2 separate regions of the Rattus norvegicus genome follow, and region 2 is linked to region 1. A link is a contact called in public Hi-C data. All regions are on one chromosome and are shown on one strand. Each heading gives the region's core, a stretch centred on a gene start, on an enhancer-like site or on the middle of the called end of the contact. The rest is flanking DNA. Distances are from core to core; before and after follow the strand shown.

The links. A called contact is a pair of places that touch in the nucleus more often than the background predicts.
Region 2: a contact with region 1 is called in a Hi-C map of Schwann cells, with 5 times the contacts expected there. The contact joins the enhancer-like site here to the promoter of Trim11 in region 1. A contact is called at or near these places in 9 of 12 Hi-C or Micro-C datasets (the A7r5 cell line, the Rat2 cell line, Schwann cells and 6 more).

The regions. Positions count from the first base shown.
Region 1 is chr10:44,254,686-44,261,737 of GRCr8, forward strand. It overlaps Trim11 (tripartite motif-containing 11), which reads left to right and starts at 3,189. Exons shown (of 6, transcript NM_001399546.1): 1 at 3,189-3,735; 2 at 6,605-6,700. The coding sequence starts at 3,331. LOC102555997 (a long non-coding RNA gene) reads right to left here and starts at 147. Exons shown (of 2, transcript XR_005490249.2): 1 at 1-147.
Region 2 is chr10:44,586,743-44,593,794 of GRCr8, forward strand. Wnt9a (Wnt family member 9A) reads left to right here and starts at 6,949. Exons shown (of 4, transcript NM_001105783.2): 1 at 6,949-7,052. The coding sequence starts at 7,036. Within about 2 kb of position 3,644, at least 1 of the 93 cell types and tissues checked has an H3K27ac peak or open chromatin away from gene starts, as enhancers often do.

The sequences.
Region 1 (7,052 bases), core at 1,939-4,438:
GACTCGGCTCGGTCATTGGGCGCTTGAGACTCCTCCTGAGGGAAAGGTCCTCTCCGGGGGTCTTTCAGGTGTTATACATTTCCACATTAACATAATGAGTATTCCCCAACAATGTTACCCTGTCTCTGCTGATCTACGGTCACTAGTCCTGTGTCAGCCTTTGCCACTTTTTTTTTGGCATGTTTTAGAAGGCTGGGGCTTCTTTTTTGATTATCTCTAGGAAAACATTGTTTCTGGGAACACCTTGCCTATAATCCCTTTTGAAATGACCTTATTTACCATAATTAAAAATATCCGACATTTTGATTTTTCTTAAAACCTTTCAAGATTTTTTTTTTCTATTTTAAAGTGACATCTGTTTTTGTGTCCATTAATCCTTTGATCTCAAGTCCATCCGACTGTAATTTTAACTTTGGTCTCTCACCATTTATCATAGTTTGCCGCAATATCTGGCTTTTGGTATCTTCAGAATCCCTCTGATCCGTAAGAGCAGCTCTATCTATTAAATGGCTTGCTTGAGTTTTGGGCAGTCTGTTGTATCAGGCTTAGAGTTTTATTCTAAATGTTTTTCGGAAGGAAAACAAATGGCTCAGGTTTTTGGTTGAGCCCAGAGCAGAGCCTGTTTTCAGGTGTTAAGGAGTTGCTCTGCATTTCTTTGGATGACCTGCATTCCCAACCCTTACATCCAGTCGGTTCCTGCCAAGCCTTCCACATTTCAAGGGAAAGTTCCTCCCAGAATCGTGATGACTGAAGAAGGTATCCTTTAGGAACCGTTTGCTTCCAGTCCTTAGGGAACGACAGGCTGGTTCACAGGCTTTTTGTGCTGTGTCTGTGCCAGCATAACTGGACTGTCAGTATTAAACTCTATATCCACAGCAGCTCTTATCCATGTATAAAGTACAGATCTGGACCTTAAATGCCTTTTTGCATTCAGCATTCGCATTTTTAAAAGAGTTAACAATTCAATTAAAATCCCTCTAGTAGTTGGATCTGACCTTGCTTTACTTAGAGCCACAGTTAATCTTTGTAAAAAGCCAGTGGAAGGCATTTGAACCCTGGGTTATCTTTATAAGTGACTGAACTCTACCCTGTTGTTCAACCTCATCCCATGCATGTAAGGTTATTATAAGGCACTGTTTTGGGACAGCATCATCAAGGGAAATCTGTACTCTCAATTCCCAATACGGGGACCTCCCCTTAGTAACTGATCCTTGACAATATCAATGCCTCTTGTCCTATTTTGTGGATTCATGATTGAAGCCTCATCTTTCCATCATGTCAGCCATTGTCACTGAAGGCCAGGCCCTAAGATGGCTGGCATCAAATCTCCAGTGGTTTGGATTACATGATGTTGTGTGGCCCAGTTATTACATAAGGTGAATGTAAGCCACAGATCATTACTGCTTCCTTAAACTTTAAAATCCTGTGCCTCTGTAAGTTCCGACTCAAATTCTTGATAACCCTGTGGATTTCAGGTTTTTTTGTTTTTTTGTTTTTAACAGATAGAGACTGCCCTTTTCAGTCTTGTTACATGCTGGTGCTTGTTACATTCTGGCCTTCCTCTGTCTATCTCACTACCTCTCTCAATTCTAATTTTTTCTAATTTTTTTCCTAAGGCCCATCTCCATTTTTTTTTTATATTTTTCTACTTGTAGCTCTGCTATCTTAGTATTTTCTTCATTTTATTTATAAATCTTTCCAATTTCTCTTCTATGGCTTGTCTCCATTTCTCATATCTCCTCTTGTATCTCTACTACTATAAAAATTTCCTCATTTTCATTTATATTTTTTCTAATTTTCTAAGGCCTATAACCTACCTACAATTCTATCTTCCAGTCTTATCTAAGTCTGTTTTCTTTTGATCTCTTTTTAAAAGGATATATAAAATTTTAACCGTTATTAAAAAAAATAATTTCTATGCTGATGTGTATTGTGAAATTATACGCACTCCAGATGCCCTGTGCCATTTTGTCTCTTTCCACTTTTAACATGGAAAATATTTTTCCCTTTAATCTCTAACTCCGTAAGGACTTCGACTTCCCAATTTTAAATAATCTATCATGTTTTATATTTAGTCTCTTTCCTCTTTTATTTTCAAACTTAATTCCTTACCAGTTCAGAAGTTTGGGGCTTTTTAGTTCCACAGCAGCTGTGGGAAAAAAATGTCTCTTTTGCCCTTTAGTTTGCAGGCTCCACAGACCAGCAAGTGTCTATGGCATTTAACTTCACCCACTCAGCTCAGTTCAGGAGGCTGCCCATTGGTTCCACCTTCTGCTGGCCCTACCCAGGTCTTCCCCAACTGCAGCCTACGGTCTAAAGGCTTTAGGTCTTTATTTGCAGCCACCGGCCGGAAGCCAAGCCTACTTCCCCAGCTCTGGGTCGCAAACTGCGTTTGGCTAGTGCAGCTCTGAGAAGTTGCTCACCTGCGGGACACACCAGAGGCTCGTAGCAAGCCGCTGCCTGACTCTGCAGCCGCGGTAGGACCGCCCGGGCCGCCGCACTACACAGGCTGGGGTGCGTTCCGGCTTGCTACCCGCAGTTGCTCAAGTGCTCAGCCAGCCGCTGCGGGAAATCTTAAAGGAGCCCTGCCTGGCTTTCTAGTTCCCTGCCGCTGTCCAGAACTTTTCTAAATTGCTGACCCCCGCAATGTCGGATGCACTCGCGGCAGAAGTTGTGGCCGGAGTCGGTCATCACCATAAACTTTGGCTGTTTCCTGACTATGGCATAAATTAATCATTCTGTTATTCTATTCTAAGTTCTGTCACATGTAACTGATTACCTGGTCGTCAGTTTTTGCTGCTATCTCCATCGGCTCTTCTGGGGCCTGTGTGGATCCCAGCATCCACCCCGCACCCTCTTTTCCAGCTATCCCACCTTCTAATTGCCTGCCTAAGCTCATTGGCCAATCAGCTTTTTATTGCCAGGCAAATGTTTTTTACACAATGCCCAAGATCACCTACAGAACCCACGGCCAAATTTGGCAGGACCCGGGTCTGGGGGAGCGGGGACACCACCTGCGGAAAACTGTCACCATGAAAATGCGATCTCTTGCACTATAATTCGATCCCATTCCCGAGCCGTGTGGTAAACAGCGACTAATCCAAGACAAAAGCGGGTTCTAAAAGAATAATAAAAGCCAGTTTTCTGCTTCCGCCGCGGTTCCTATTCCGGCGGAAGTCTGCGAGCCCAGTGCCGGAAGTACCCACTACCCAGGAGGCTAAGAGTGCCGCTATCTGCTCCGGGCCCGCTCCTCCTGCGCTCTCTCTGCGGAATAGCTTGATTGCCCCCCGGCACCACGAAGAGCCTGATCCAGGCGCAGCCGCTAGCACCATGGCCGCTCCAGACTTGTCCACCAACCTCCAAGAGGAGGCCACCTGCGCCATCTGCCTTGATTACTTCACCGACCCAGTGATGACTGACTGCGGCCACAACTTCTGCCGGGAGTGCATCCGACGTTGCTGGGGCCAGCCGGAGGGCCCGTACGCGTGCCCCGAGTGCCGCGAGGTGTCGGCGCAGAGGAACCTACGGCCCAACCGCCCGCTCGCCAAAATGGCAGAAATGGCACGGCGCTTGCACCCGCCTTCGCCCGTCCCCCAGGGCGTCTGCGCGGCGCACCGGGAGCCGCTAACCACCTTCTGCGGCGACGACCTCAGCCTGCTGTGCCCCACCTGCGAGCGCTCGGAGCACTGGGCTCACCGGGTGCGACCGCTGCAGGAGGCGGCGGACGACCTCAAGGTGCGTTCCATCGGGTGCAACCGGCCCATGCCTGGTGCGAAGGGATGTCCGGTTATTGCCCTGCCCAGAGTTGAGGGAGTGTGAGTTACAGTTAACTTGATCCTGTAAGGGGGTCAGGATTTAGCCTGTCTTCCAGGATGAGATGCACCGGCATTCTGGGAAAACCAGGTGTTGGTAGTCAGTCCTGACTGAGCTGGGAAAACTTGTGAAGGGGCCTACTGGCAGATCAACAGTTTGGCCTATGTCAGAGTTGATACTTGACCAGTGTGTTACCATCACAGCATGAACTCGGGTAACCAGAATAAACCAGGCACCAAGTCAACTTTGCTTTGGGTTTTAGCACAAAGGTTTGGAGCTTCTAGAGATCGTCCCTGTAATTTTTCCTGTTGTTTGGTCCATACCCGTTTAACAATTGTTGTAGCAGGTTTACCTTCCTGCCACCACAGGCCCCTTGATGGTGCCACAAGTGACATGATAAGCCCCGAAGGGACAACACTAAAGCTACTCTGTTGCCAAAGAAGGAAACCTTTGTCCTCTACCCTGTCAGGTTCACTGAACTTAACAAACTGACTAGACAGATCAGCAGGAAAAGCCACAGCTTAAGTAACACATTAAATTTCTCTTGCATAGGTCTTCACACAAGAAAAGAGAAAGAAAACCAAAGAGGAACAGTTACCCTAGGCCTTTTATCCCAAAAGGTGTGGATCCCAGAAAGAGACCTTGTGAACTGACTAGGAGATAGGCCAAGGGCAGAGAGAATCTCCCTCCTGTAGAGTTGATCTCTGTCTTCTGCATGTTAGGCATCGGTGGCTGTTCAGTGGCCTCACCTCCATAGCCTCACAGGAGCAGATGTGGGTGTGGCGACACCACCTGCTTTCTGGTGACACCCGGAAATCAGCAGATAGCTTTTACCTGTGACCAGTGAGGTCTACAGTGAGCCATTCCTCCACCCACTAGAGCTTGGGATGGGAGTTCTTTAGGCCAGGCTGGCCTACATGGTTTTGGTGACAGGTTCATTCTTGGCCTCTGGCCCCAGGGCCATGAGTGAGTATCCAGAGGGGAACCTTCCATCCTCCAGCAGAACCAAAGAGATGGGAGGAAGGTTCACATAGGCAGGAACTGGCAGCTGAGGGGAGAGCCCAGGCCTATCCCAGGGCCTCCTGGAAGGAAGTCTGCACCCTACCCTAACCAATGGTAGGGTTGCATGCAACTAGTGCTTGAGGCCTTTGCGGACACGTACGCATGCTGCTTCTGCTGCCCAGCCATTTAAACTACCGTTCCTGACTTCAGCATTGAGATAGGGGCTGGCAAGATGGCTCAGGCAGTTAAAAGCTCTTACTGCTTTTCCGGATTGCCTGAGTTCAGTTCCCAGCACTTGTGCTGAGCAGTTCCCAGCTGCCTGTGACTTCAGCTCTAAGGGGATCTGACCTGTCTGGCCTCTGCAGGCATGCACACTTAAGTGCACATGCCACTTGCTGACATACATGAGCAAAATAATGAAAATATTAAAAAAAAAAAAAAAAGAGAAAATGGCTGGATGTGGTTGCTTCTGTCTGATATCCCAGCTACTATAGAGGCTGAAGCAGGAAAATCAAAGTTCAGGGCCTATATAAATTCAAAGCCAGTGTAAGACCCTATTGCAAACTTAAAAAGGGCTAGATGAAACTCCGCGATAAGGCACTTCTTCGAGTACACAAGGTCCAGGGCTCCAGGAGCAAACACTGGAAAGACTCAGGCAGAGCTTGGGGCACAACCAGTAGGTGTACGTGATGATGGGGGTGGATGGATGGGATAGGCCTGAATTTTCAAAAGTAAGGCAGCCTCTGGGATAGGCCTGTGGCTTCTACCACAGCCCCGATGAGGGCTGAGCCCCCATAGCAGCTAGATTTCACCCCTTCTTCCTGAGCTGACTTCAGGATCTCCCCAGCACCTCGCCCAGGCCTGGAGGTGATGAGGATTGGATTGATATCACAGACCCTAGAGGAGACAAGCATGTATAGAGGTGTTTACTATTCCGAGATGCACAAACCTGCAGGAGAGTGGAAAAGGAAACAGGACTGGGTCCTGCCTGGGAAGATACAGCCCGACCCTGAGGGGCTCTGAGGAAAGGCACTGTGGGAAGCCATATCTAGTTTGAACTCCCATGGTACATTCCCCACTCCCATCTTACAGACAGCTATGAACACACGCTCCTGCATGCTGTCCAGGGTCAAGACGTGTCTCCTAAGGGCCGTTTCCTGGCTCACAGGCGACTGCCTTCTTGGTGTGTTCTCTTGTTTCCAGAAGAAGGAGCAGGAACGCTCTAATCCCATCCAGAGGACCTTACTCTCATGTCCCAGTCAGTCACCTTCTAAAAGTCTAGCCCACCACCTGGTGGTGGAATTGGGGGTGGGGGGAACACTCAAGCCTTAGCCTTGGGTGACCCTTGTGACCACAGATGGAAAGAGGAGGGGACAGTGTCTTGAAGGGAGAAAAGCTGGGTCTTCAGTGCCAGCTTGGTAGTTGTGTCCTATTGAGAGAGCCTGGACACTCCTACCGAGCACAGAACAAGCTATCTGCAGAGGTGAGCAGGGCTGGCTCAGGGTCATGGGGCTGAGAACTAATAATAAGGAGAAACCTCAACTGTGACGTTCAATGAATTTGGGAAAGGGGAGGGGTCCTAGAGGGGATCCCGCCAAATCAGGAGGATGCCTGCTAGTTAGAGGGCATTGTATCTACCATTGTCAGGGCAGATTTCATTGGGTCCAATGGGGAAGAGGGTGGGATAGGAGGTTGGGAGGGGAAAGACAGACTTCTATGTCTGGGCCCTACCTATAGGCCTGATGCCTCTTGGGATTCTCATGGCACCGCCTGGTCTCCATCCCACCAGGGGAGGCTGGAGAAGTCACTGGAGCACCTGCGGAAACAAATGGAGGATGCGATGCTGTTCCAAGCCCAGGCTGAGGAAACCTGTGCCTTGTGGCAGGCAGGTGCTGGGTCTGGGTTGAGGGAGGGATCATTGAATCAGTAGCCAGTTGCCAGACTAGCCTCACTGAGACACGCCAGCTGGAATGTGTGCGTACATGTAAGTAATATAGGATACCTGCATTGAGTACCTCTCTGGGGCCCTGGCGTGCTTGAGTTCGGGGTTACAGAGGGAACAGACAGGAGGATTCCCAAGGGTAGATTTGGTTGGTGTCAGGGACAGGCTAGGTACAGGGAGGTCTCCAGCAGTAGATTTAGGAGTCAGGGAGATATTTGGCATTGGGGTAGATTTAGTCTGTTTGGCTGTGGGATAGCATCTTTGGCTGGCTGACACCTGGGGCTAGGCTTGGAGC
Region 2 (7,052 bases), core at 2,394-4,893, 330 kb after region 1:
ATTACCCTTCCATTTTTAGCCTGTGGATGAGTCGTTCAAGGGCAGGGGAGAAAGCCAGATATGTCTTTCGGATGTGAGCTCAGCTTTGAGACCCTTCTGTCTCCACAGCCCTGGAAGTTGGGGGGCGCAGCTTGTTTTGACCAGATCAAAAACTAAGTTGTGGGCCTCACCTGGCCAAGATAAGCTTGGTTAGAGGCAGGTGCAAGCCGCATCTGCAAGGGCTGTGTTGTCTCTTGTTGGTGTGGGGCAGGTGCTTGGCTAACTCTGACTCTGTCATCAGGAATGTTTCCAGCCCAGAGCTAGCTCCAGGGAAAAGATAATGACACGGGACGAGGGGAGGCAAAAAAATTCATATCTGCAGAAGGTAGAACAGCCATGTGATGGAGACGTCGGAAAGGACTCAGTGCTTGCTGTTTGCACACTACGTCCCAGAAAGGCTCCACTCTTGTCTACTGATGTAGCCCCTACTCCCACCCACTACAATGTGCTCTGAACTTGAGCCCTTGGCCCCTCCAGATCCTTCAACCCATCTCCTCAACCTGCTCTGCAACTCTGCTTCTCCTTAGGGTGGGTGTCATACCTCTCCTACCTTCCCTTCCCTCTTGAATTGATTGGCCCGTTTCTCTGTGGAGACTATGGAAGGAAAGAGGTTTACCTAGAAGCAGTGTGGGAGCCTGAAACCCTAGCGTCAGGCAGCCAAGCTGGCCTCTGGAGAAGGAAGTTAAAATTATGACAGGAACCTGTATAGGCAGAAGAGATCTTGTTGGGAAGCAGGAGCCAAAGAGATTGAGGGATCTAAAACCAGTGCTCTGGGACTGTTCCCATTCTAAGTACCGGTGAACAAGTCACTTTCCACTTGACCACTTTTGGGGTGGGGGGGAAGGGTCTCACTCACTATACAGCCCTGCTGCCCTGGAGCTCTCTATGTAGAGCAGGCTGAATTTGCCTTCTGGGTGCTGGATTAAAGGTTGTGCCACCAGGAAAGGCGAAACAACATATTTTTGAGACAGGATCTCACTCTGTAGCCCAGGCTGCCCTTGAATTTGCAATCCTCCTTCTCCAAGCTCCTGAGAACTGTAATTATGAGAATGTTTCACCACACCCAGCTGACACTTATTTGATTTCTCGTTTAATGTCATCTTGGTTAGAAAAGACACATGTTATATAAAGAGAATCCAGGAGTTAGCCCACAAGCCTGGCTTAGGTATCCCTTCTTTCTCTTTTCATTTATTTTTATATTTTCCATTTTTATCTGGTTGTGCACCACATTTGTGCAGTGCCTGCAGAGGCCAGAAGAGGGCATAAGCTCTTCCAGAGCTGGAGTTAATGACAGCCGGGAGCTGCCCTCCAGTGAGCACAGACTGGGTTCTGTGCAAGAGCAACAAGAGTTCTTTAGCTGCTGAGCCATCTCTCCAGTCCTCAGGCATCATTTCTTAATGGTCTCCAATACCCCTACCTAGAAGGCCAAGATCTCAACACATAAACCTGGGGGATATGCTCACCCCAAATTCAATTCAGCATTTTTCCCCAAGGGCTTCAAATGCTCCTTCTGGACCTCCCCAGAGAAGACGAAATAACCAGAGAGAGAGCTTGGGAGAGAGCCCAGTCAGCAAGGCATCTGCTGTGCAGGAAGAACCAAACATTGTGTAAGTTAATAATCCCAGTGCTGGGGAGACACGAGAGACAGGGATGGGAAGACCCTTAGGATGAGATAAAAAGATACACAGTTGAGCAGGAGATTGGCCAGCAGAAAAGAGTGCTTTCACATTTGCACAGAACACAGGCTGGGCTCTCAGAACCCACCTGGCAGCTTAAACTGTCTGTAACTCCAGTTCCAGGGCATCTGACCCCCTCTTCTACCCTCTAAAGACATCAAACACATGCATGCAGGCAAAATACTCATACCTGTAAAATCAAAATAAATCTTAAAACAAAAACAAAAACAAACACACAAACAAGATCTCCAGAGAAGCGACATCTGACGGTAGCCTTTGACTTTGTCTTCCACAACAGCCAAACGGCCAGATCAGCTCCGGCAAGCAATAGATGTCTCTCCCTTTCCCTCAGACATGGAAGGACAACCGTATGAAACAGTGGAAAGTAAAAAACAAAACAAAAAACCCAAAACTACTGATGAATGCGGCAACGTCTTTGAGGGCCGATGGGACTTCACACTGGAAGAGCAGCCGTGGAAGGTGTGTGTGCACTACTTAGGCAGAGCCTGTGGTCAGAAGGTCTCTGGAGGAAGCAGGGTAGAATGATGCACAGCTGTCATCTCAGCACTTCAGCTGGAGGCAGGAGGATCAGGGGTTCAAGGACAGCCTGGGATATGTAAGAGAGGGGGTCTGGAGGGAGGTATGGAGATTCACTTCCCAGCATGCGACTCGGTGCCAAGAACTGCATAAGATGGCACAATGCCCAACGAATCCTGGTATTTGTGAGGAGGGGCAGGAAGATCAAAAATGTAAGGTCCTTAGCTACATAGTGAGGTCAAGGGCAGTAAAACAATAACAATAACAGAAAGGAAAGGAGGAAAGGGAGGAGGAAAGGGGGAAGAATAAAAGAAAAGAAGCAGATAGAAGGGCCTTTCCAAGTTATGCTATTCTATGGTTCACCGAAGAGGGCAGAACCAAGGGCTTTAAGGTTGTGATGAGGGGAACAGCAAGGACAGAAACCATGACGTTTGTGGATGGGTTGGTGACCCACAGTGGAGATCCTATCAACGCCGCTCTCACTAGGTGCTCAGCCAGATGTGCTGGGCTTCAAAACGAAGACCATCCTTCCCTGGGATGCAGGAGGTAAGACTGAAAGTTCCTGCCTGGCAGAGCAAGCATTGAGGAACACAGCGGTGAAATGCCCATCAAATAGGAAGCCATTTTCTGCGCCCTAGCCAGTACCCACAGAAAAACAGGGCTTGGGAGTTGTATCTGAGGATCGTCTAGTAAAAACAATTTAATAAATGTCTTGGAGACAAGAAAAAAACAACAAATTCTTCACACTCATCTCCCAGAGGATATATTGGTGTAGATTAATGTTTTTCTGTCCCAAGCCTGGCATCTGTCCCAAGCTGGGACTTGGGCTGGTGCTGTCCAGACTGTAGGTATGCACATGTTGGCTGGGATAGTAGCCAAGACGCTGGTTAGGGCACTAGTCATTCTCTTACCGAGCGGCAGGGGGCAGTGTGGCCTTGCAGTTTAGCTACCCAGGCATGGCTCCAGCATGGGAATCACGCTGTGTGTGTGTGTGTGTGTGTGTGTGTGTGTGTGTGTGTGTGTGCGCGCGCGCGCGCGCGAGCTCGAGCTTCTGTGCCTGATCTCTCTCTCTCTCTCCCCCTCTCTCCCTACCCATTCCCACCCCCTCCCTCTCTCTCCCTCTCTCTCTCTCTCTCTCTCTCTCTCTCTCTCTCTCTCACACACACACACACACACACACACACACATCACACATCACACCACACATTATCACAGCCATGAGCTCATTCTGTCCATGTCTGGCAATCTGGGTGGATTCATTTCTCCTCACACTCTGTCCAGTTTCATTTCAAATGACTCATGCATGGTTTTGCTTTTTCCCCCAGGGAGACCCCTGCCCAACCTTCTCAATTAGGCAGTGTTTCCTGATAAGTGGCCCCTTGCCCCACTCCTTCCAGACCACCCGAGATTGGTTCTCCCAGTTTCAAATGCCTAGTGAGTATACAGGACAGGATAAATACCACCACCTTAATCTCTTCCTGCCTATTGTGGGTCCTGCTGCTCACTGTCTATGCATATTTTGCAGCCCTAGACTTGGGAAATGGCAGCAGGGTGGTATTGGGTCCACAGAGTCTAAGACAGCATTGTCACCTGTCTCTCTCAAGCCTGTTGTATTCTCAGAGGATGGCAGTGACATTTCAGGACCCTGAGAATACATGTGAGTCTAGACTCTAAAAAGGATGAGCTGACCATTTCCTTTCCTCTCATGGTTGGTCACTCTGGCAAAGAACCGAGAGGCAGGCTGAGAGAATACCTGTGTAAACATAGGCAACTAGCTGGGTCCTTTCTCAAGGGGACCCGATCTTCCCTTAATTTGGGGGGTTCTGGGCCTGTAAGTGGGCTCAAGCCTAAAGATCCATCAAAGAGCATGACTCAGCTGCTCTGACCTGCCCTTCCACACTCTGCAAAGCTGAGAGATTACCTACACTGGGGAAGGGAAGGTGGTAAGAAAGAGTGTGGATGGAGGAGGGATGAGGAGGAGGAGGGAGAGGGTGTCCCTTTCTCCACTGCTGCCTGTCCCTGGGCACGTGTGCTCTGCCAAACTCAGAGGGCTCAGCTTAGTACCCGATGCTTATTAATAGCTCTTCTATCAGAATTTGCTTTCTATCTACTTAGTGGCTCCTTTGGGCATTGCATTTTGACCAGCCCCAGAAAAGCCCTCTTGTTCCATTTTGGGATACAGGTTTCCTGGACCTCTGTCCCTTAGTGCCCCCTCCCCTGAGCTTCTCCCTCCTTTCTACCTATTTTCAGCAGAGACACAGACACATGTGGCAGATCCTGCATGGGGCTGGGGCCCTCTTCTCCCAGATGCTAGGCTGATTGGTGGCTGTTTGGACAGATATAGTGGGACTGGGTGCTCCTTTGGGAGAGCATAGTAGTACAAGACCCTATATGAAGAAGCAACTCAAAGGTCTGAGAGAGAGGGGACACCTTGGCTTTCCGGTGCTATGGAGCGAGGCTGCTATGGCCCTGGGTGAGCAGCATGCAGGTAACAGTGTGCTGTGGCACTCACCATCTCCTGAAGTCCTGTTGAAGGTGGGACATGGGGTGTATATCCACCTTCTATTGCCATTACCCCATCAATGGAAATAGAAGGCTGGGAAAGCCCTAAGACTTAGATCTGGCATGGCCTTGTGCTAGCATGAGTCCTGCCACCCACATGCCCTCGTGCCCAGGAGATAGGCCAGGGTTCTGAGTTTGACAGGTCACTCAGAGATAGGTTAGCCCCACCTCCCATTGCTGTGATCAGAACTACCCAAAACTAAAGAAAGCAGAACTGTCCCTAGCATCTAAAAGTTGGGTCATCCTCATTAGCAAGCAACTCATCTCCATAGATGTCCAGGGCCGAAACCGGGCCTCTCTGTGCCTGGGCTGCCCGGCTGCTGCCTCCTTCCTCAGCACTTGCTGGGTGGCCAAGGTGCCAGCTCCACTCTCACTGAATATGCATCGCCTGCAGTGCCTGGCGACACCCGTTTACAATCTCACACATCATTTTTCTTGGAAGCAATCTCGTGCCTTTAAATATGTCATCGCTCAGGGTCTCCCGTCTCCTGCTTCTTCCTTGGGGCGGGAGCCAGGCCTCCAGGTGGAAGGTGGAAGTCTCCCTGATGCTGAGCCTCCCACCCCCACCCCCCAATGCTCGGATGGCTGGAGCTGCCTTCTGGGTTCATTTTGCTGCAGAAGCATCATTGGGTGGCTCTGTAGGGTGTGGGAGGGTTCCTAGCAATGGGGAGAGATATGAGTCTCTGACTGCAGTTAAATGGGCCTCTGATTGGGGAAACCAAGGCCCAGAGAGGAACTGATGGGCTCTCCTGACCCCTCACCCAGCCACACACCCACCACATATGGAAGCTTTTCAGTCAGGACAGAGTATATTCACTTGGGTGGTCCACACCCACAGGAGTAACCTGCTTGGCTCTGACCAGTGCGGAGGCTGATGTGATTTTTTTTGCGCTCATTTCCTCCTCTGCTTTCCTTTGGAGCAGTGACAGGTGGCTGAGCAGTTGCTGTGCACAGCTAGACAACCCAGCCTCCCAGAGGAGCTCAAACCTCTCAGACTTGGAGGTCTCCGATCCAGAATCAGCCCTTCTAAGTTCAGAAGGTGCTGGCTGGTAAAGAGGTTTGCCTTCCAGGGCATGGAGTTTGCCCCTGCAAGCCCAGGTCAGGGAGGCACACTAGTGTTAGCCGACCCTGAGTTTCGTTAGCTTGCCTCTGGTGTGTGTGCTGTCACTGTCTTGCACATAAGTGCGTCTCCAGCACCGAAGGTTGACACGTGGTGGGCATGTGTCGGGACCCAATCACTCAGTCCTATTCTCCAGCACTTTGAATCGTCCCTGAATAAGCCGCCCCTCCCCCAATGTCAGGAGACTTGTAAACAGTCTCTTGGGTGTCCTGGGCACTTGTGTTTCTCTGCGTCTTAGTCCAGGTTTGACTTACAGACAATTCAGTCCATGATGATAAGTCACCGCTCTGGGCTTTCACACAGGCCAGTCACCATCCTGGCCAGCGGTCTCCTTCATCTTCCATCCTGTTTGGGGGATGAGGTGTGTCAGTGATATCTGCAGCTAATAGTCAAAAGGCCTCTGAGGACCATATCGTCCCATTGTTAGGTCTAAGTTGGCCACAGCACCGGCTCTGCAGGAATGCATTTTTGGTCTCCCTTCGAGAGGTCGTCTTTCCATTCCTCCAGCCACAGTACCCCAGCTTTAAGCAGTGGCTCCCTCTTGGCAACATTCTCCAGCGAGTGGATTCACGTCCACCCGTCTCTGAAATCTGTGGCTAACGTCACCCCCAAACCACCCAGTCACTACCCCTCAAGCACAGTCGTCAAAGTTTCTAGGCTTTCGAATGTCTTTCCCAGCGGCCAACACCCGGTCCCCAACTGTCAGGAGACACCCCGGAGCTTGCACTTGTGTCCTGGCTGCAGACACCTAGCCCTGGGGTCTAATCTTACTCGTGGTCTCCCGGTCCCGCCCCACCGCTCCTTCTGGCTCCGTTATTCGACCGGGGTTCCCACCGCGCCACGTGCCCAGCCCTCCCCACGGCGCGCCCCAGGCCCGCCCCGCGAGCCGAGCAGCTCCGCCGCAGCGGCGGGCGCGCAGCTCGGGTTTCGGCCCGCCCCCGGCGCCGGCGTGACCCCTCCTCCGGGGCGCGGGCGGGCCGGGCCCAGCTGGCCGGCGCCCCGCCCCGCGGCCGCGGCTGCGGACGCTATAAGAGGGCGGCGGTCGCGGCGCGCCCTGCGCGGAGCCCGGAGCGCGATGGTCAGCCGCCGCGGCGCGGCAAGATGCTGGATGGGTCCCT